Linked DNA regions of Capsicum annuum: region 2 is linked to region 1. The links are chromatin contacts, called in public Hi-C maps. All regions are on one chromosome and are shown on one strand. Each heading gives the region's core, a stretch centred on a gene start, on an enhancer-like site or on the middle of the called end of the contact. The rest is flanking DNA. Distances are from core to core; before and after follow the strand shown. Region 1 holds the start of LOC107842509. Region 2 overlaps LOC107842510 (transcription factor LRL2).

Region 1 (2,750 bases), core at 111-2,610:
TTTTATGGCAGTTGGTCAAAAGTAATAACAGTTTTTATTTTTCAAAAGTAAGACAATATATGAGGACTCTACTGAATGTATAATTGTTTTAGTTTGTTAAAAGTAATGGCAACTTTTTAATTTTGCCAAATATACTCCTATGTTTTTCTTTTGCCAAAAAATAAGGCAATAAATTAGTGCTAATTTTTGTAGTGAGTATAATTATAATAAAATATAATTTTATTTAAGGTAAACTATGATTGATTAAAATTATCTCTTATCATATATTTTAGGACTTTTAATTTAAGAAAAAGTCTTATCATATATTTTAGGAGACAATATTATAAATATAATTAAGAATAATTTAAGAAAAATAGTGAAAAGGCGATTTTATTTAAAGGAGAAACTTTTAATGAAGGACAAAAAGTTCGAATCACTTTTCTAAGGATGTTCACATCCAATACATTATTCATATGTATATATAATACAAATGAAAAGAAAAACCTTTAAACCTACATGTATAATTATAAAAATCATACATATATACATCATAAAATACACATCCAATACATTCATATGCATATATAAATATACAAATGAAAAATTACCTTCCAATTAAGCAATCAAGTATCTCAACAAATATTTTTCAACGTTACCTCATGAAATACGAATCTTAGAAAAGAAGTCGTCAAGTTTCTCAACAAACATTTTTCAGTAAGTTTTAACAAAAGAAAAATATTGTGCACATATAGACATTTTTTTCAAGTCAATAGAAAAGACCCAATGCAGAGGAAAAGAGAAGAAAAAACCTTGTTAGAATTATTAAATATTTTTATACAATTAATGTAAAATATAAAGCAATATTGCTTGATTTGTATAGTGTTATCTATTATCAGGGAGGTCGCTCTCATGGGAATTCGCTGGAGAAGTGGGTGGCGAGGAAGAGAGGTGAGTGCCGCCGTAGAAGACGACGAGGACGAAGAAGAGGCGAACCTACTCCCATAAAATTTTATCAGAGACCCATAAAAAAATAGTTTCAAAATTATTAAATAACTATGTAGGATAATTATTTTAAATGTTAACCTCTACCCAAAAAAAAAAAAAAAAATGTTAACCATATGGCTTATTTTATCTATATTACTTTGTAAATTTTTTTTAAAATTTATTTTAACCCGCACAACACTTAGTCTAAAATCCACCCCATTGCCATCCCTATTTTCGGGTCGCCCTGAAATCACTCAAAAACCCACAACCCTAAAATTCTACACATTTCCATTCTTCAATCAATTGTACCAAAACCCTAAACTTAAAAAATGTACTTCAGCAATCATCTTATACATTCACTGAGAATAAAAAACCAAAAAACCCATGGCATTTTCATGCAATTCAAAGCATCAATTTCAAGCCTAAAAGTAGCATGGCGCAAAGACCCCAAGTTAGATCAAGCAATTGAAAACGACAAAAAATGTAATCAATGTTCAAGAATTGTCAAAGAAGTGTTAAACGAACCGGGTCAGGTAATCCCACTTCACTATTTGGAAAAACGCCGTGATAGATTAAGGTTAACAGTTAAAATTAAAACTTTTCTTGATTTAAACCCGGGTTTATTTGATTTATATATGGATCGGGTCAGACCCAAATCGGAACCGGTAACGTTTGTTCGACCGAGTGAAAGATTGAGGCAATTCTTGGAAGAGGAGAAGAGGATTTTTGTTGATAATGAATTTTTGTTGGTGTCTAAGTTATGTAAACTTTTGATGATGTCTAAGGACAAGGTTGTTAGTGCAGATAAATTGGTACAGGTTAAGAGGGAATTCGGGTTCCCGAATGATTTTTTGGTTAATTTAGTACCAAAATATCAAGAATATTTTAAGTTGATTGGTGAACCTGGGGAGGGGAGATCGTTTTTGCAGTTGGTTAAATGGAATCCAGAGTTCGCAAAGTCGGTCATTGAGGTAAGAGCTGAGGAAGAATCGAGGTTAACGGGGATCAGAACTAGGCCAGCGTTTAATTGGAAACTTCCACCGGGTTTTTTCATTAGGAAGGAAGTGAGAGAGTGGATTCGAGATTGGATGGAGCTTCCTTACATATCACCATATGCTGATGTATCACATTTGGATCAATCTTCACGAGAGATGGAGAAGAGGAATGTGGGGGTTTTCCACGAGTTGTTATCGCTTTCTCTTTATAAGCGGATTCCTATCCCCATTTTAGGGAAATTTAGTGATGAATATAGGTTTTCAAATGCATTCTCAAATGTATTTACTAGGCATTCGGGGATATTCTATACTTCGTTGAAGTGTGGGATTAAAACTGCAATGCTTAGGGAAGCATTCAAGGATGGTGAGCTGATAGAACGAGACCCACTTCTTGAGATTAAAGACGAATTTCTTAAGTTACTTGCTGAGGGCCACAGGGAGAAAGCCGAGCGCTTGAGATTGCAGAGAGAAATGGTTCAGGAGGACATGAAAATGATGGCACTTAGCAATAATGATCTAGACTACGACAAATGTGAAAAGGAGCTATTGGAAGAGTAGGAAGATGCAGAACCTTGAAAGCTAGCTTCATCTTGAAAGTCAAGCTGGGTGTAAGTAGAATTGCTAGTGATGTCGGAACAAGGAGTTTTAGTATGTAGTTTTGCAATCCAAAGCACAATGTAATTTCATGGGTCTCTGTGACGGGATTTCCATTTTGCAGTTCATTGAGGACCTTCTTTGATAAAAGAAGCCAACGATGCCGTGCATACGATTCAGTTGTTTAACATACGGAAA
Region 2 (2,700 bases), core at 51-2,550, 270 kb after region 1:
CTTAGGACCACCCACCCCTCCTTTGAACTGGATCCTCTTTGACTCACTTCTTTAGGTCCAAAAATCCTTGCTTTTGTTTGTCTATATATATAAAAGTGGAGTAAACAAAAGTGGAAAATAAAATGCATTGAACAAAGGTCAACCCCATCTTGATCAAATTCTGATTCGGACATTTATATTTGTATGCTTTTATATATTTTTCTTTTTGTATATACAGTAGAAAGCTGAAGGGGCCAATTTCGACGCCCCCTTCATTCGACACCTAGCAAATGAGATGAGAGCAGCAATGAACTTGATCAGAGTCTAGTTGTAATGATCGGACTCCAAAGTCCTCGTACAGATAAGTGTGAGTCTAATTCTCACTGTCCCGCATCTCTATTTCCTTGTTATATACAGTTAAAGTTGAAGACTACAGGTTAACGGTCATACTTCACCCGTTGTATTTGTTACCCCAAGACTTGAAAGAGTTGTAGAGATTATTTCTGACAATCTAAATATTCCCCTTTGGTCTAAAATTTCAAAAGCATCTTCCAGAGCTCCAATTAGCGATCAACAACGCTGAAGGGTTGCACTTCGGAAGTGAATTCTCTTTTTTTGGAACTGGACAAAAATGTGAGAATCTGCTAAAAGTGGTTCCCATGTTCAAGAATTTAGTGATTTCATATTCGATATTATCACTCGCTAATGATATGATTATAACACAATAATAGCAGATCTTTCGTCCTTTCTTGTCCTTCATTTGGACCTGATAAAACGCAAGATGCTGTTTTGTCTTATTTCAAAGGAAGCATCTTTTTATTATTTGGCCACTTTATTTTCTTTAATCACTCTTCAATTGTCATTGTAAGGTCACAGCATAGTGCAACTTTGATTAGGAGTGACAAAATCTAGAATAAAGTAATTAAGAGGGAAGCGCAACACGATTCCCAAACTCCAAGTTAATTAGGAAGAAACTTCTTTAATATCACAACTCAAGGAGGGGGGAAAGCATATATAGTAGAAATCACAGCAATTTCAAATTTAAGTTTCACTTTTTACACATTATCCCTCTAAGTTATCTAATTTCTGGTTTGCAGAGAGGATCAGAACATCTGTTCCTAGTTCTGCCAAATCATGTATCAGTCAATAAACGCCACAAATTCCAAAAAAAAATGGAATCAAAAGAAAATGTCTGCAAATAAGCGGTTTTCACTTCACTGTGCGACAATATAGGAAAGTGGAGCATCTTATTAGCATCATTCCCTGTCGCTGTTTGTTAATCACCCAGCACACACGTGAGCACACAGTGGGGATAGGAGGGCACTGAGGGGGTGCGAAGCACCCCAACTGTGCCACTTTCCCGTTGGTTAAACAAGTTCGCTTTTGCAGGTTTCAGCAATGATCCTTATCAGCATGCCTATGTCATTCGTTATAGATAACTTCAGTAGACAGTAGTTTGTCTTACATTGTATAAACTAATCTCAATATTTACTAAGCTCTAAAGTCTAGCACAAATCAAGTCGATATCTGGGGTTGTTTCATGTCCACGGGTGCCTGGACCGGAGGTGCTGCCTCCGAGAGAGTAACAAAAAGTTGACAAAGAGTGGGGTATCTCAGTGGAATGACAGCTTAGAGAAGAACAGTAAAGAAGCCTATATAAGGATCTCTTTCTTAGACTCTGAAAATAAAACAGATCCACTGTGACCTAATTCAGAAGGTTAAAATTGCTCACTTTGAATGACATGGTCAAGGAGTACAAATGTGTCAAAGGATAGAGGTTTAATTAATTCAATTGTGCCTTTTTACAAAAATTTAAATATCCCTTACGTTTGTTAATTAAAATAGATAAAGCAGATAATGAGCACCTATTTGATAGTGTAAGATGAAGCTAGAGTTAAGACAGAGAGCAGAACTGTACAAAGATAAATCTTCTTGTGCTTTGCTTAAAAAACGTTGTACTATAGTTTTCTTGCCTAATTACCACTTCAGAATACTTTGCGTTAACTTTGCATGGGAAGTTATATGTTGACCTGCTTTTTCAGTTTCTATTCATGATGATGCAGTCCTTCTGCCAGAGCCATAGGCATCACAAATAGGCCCTTACTCTCCAGCAATTGGGTTGCCATTGAAGGATTCATTTCCAGCAACTTTCCCATTGTGTCTTCAAGGGGTTCAATCTGTTGTTCATCAAGGGTGTAATGGCCACATCCCTGAAAATCAGTCAGAACCTATTACATTCTCCAACAATTAGTTTTTGTATAAATAAAAAGTCCAAAAGTTTGATTAGTAATGTAATTGTTAAATTGGATCATGAATGGTGGTACCTCAAGATTTACAAATGGGATAGAAGCAGGTTCGCCACCCAATCTGCTCCTACTGAGATCCTGCACAACCACAATTAAGTTCCCATAAGTCTCCAGCAGGATTAGTTAATTACAGGATGCTGTTCAGACAAAAAACATTGTTAAACTTGATGCAAAGACAACCAAATAAGGAAATACAAAACTACATTGAATAGAGTTCTTGATGACCTGAAAGATGGTACAAGGTAAAGAGCAATAGAAGTAGCGGTTATTCAACAGTGATGCCCCAAAATTTAATAGCAACATTAACGTGAAGATTAATCACCTAGAGGCACTGAAATAGGTCACCAGTTAAACCATTTATCCAAATAATTGAGCTACTGGGTTCAAGAATTATACCGAAGCAGTAAGCAACCAT

The links. Hi-C and Micro-C count contacts between places; a contact is called where the count stands out from the background.
Region 2: a contact with region 1 is called in a Hi-C map of leaf, with 5 times the contacts expected there. The contact joins the enhancer-like site here to the promoter of LOC107842509 in region 1. A contact is called at or near these places in 4 of 5 Hi-C or Micro-C datasets (bud, leaf and placenta).

The regions. Positions count from the first base shown.
Region 1 is chr9:153,362,659-153,365,408 of UCD10Xv1.1, forward strand. It overlaps LOC107842509, which reads left to right and starts at 1,361. Exons shown (of 3, transcript XM_016686400.2): 1 at 1,361-1,496. It overlaps LOC107842507 (protein WHAT'S THIS FACTOR 1 homolog, chloroplastic), which reads left to right and starts at 597. Exons shown (of 2, transcript XM_016686395.2): 1 at 597-2,750. The coding sequence starts at 1,293. The coding sequence ends at 2,516.
Region 2 is chr9:153,634,936-153,637,635 of UCD10Xv1.1, forward strand. LOC107842510 (transcription factor LRL2) reads right to left here. Exons shown (of 8, transcript XM_016686403.2): 7 at 2,304-2,363; 8 at 1,740-2,207. The coding sequence ends at 2,025. Among protein-coding and RNA genes, the nearest start is that of LOC124887399, 20 kb to the left of the region's middle. Within about 2 kb of position 1,301, at least 3 of the 5 cell types and tissues checked have an H3K27ac peak or open chromatin away from gene starts, as enhancers often do. A contact at or near this core is called in leaf, where this site is marked.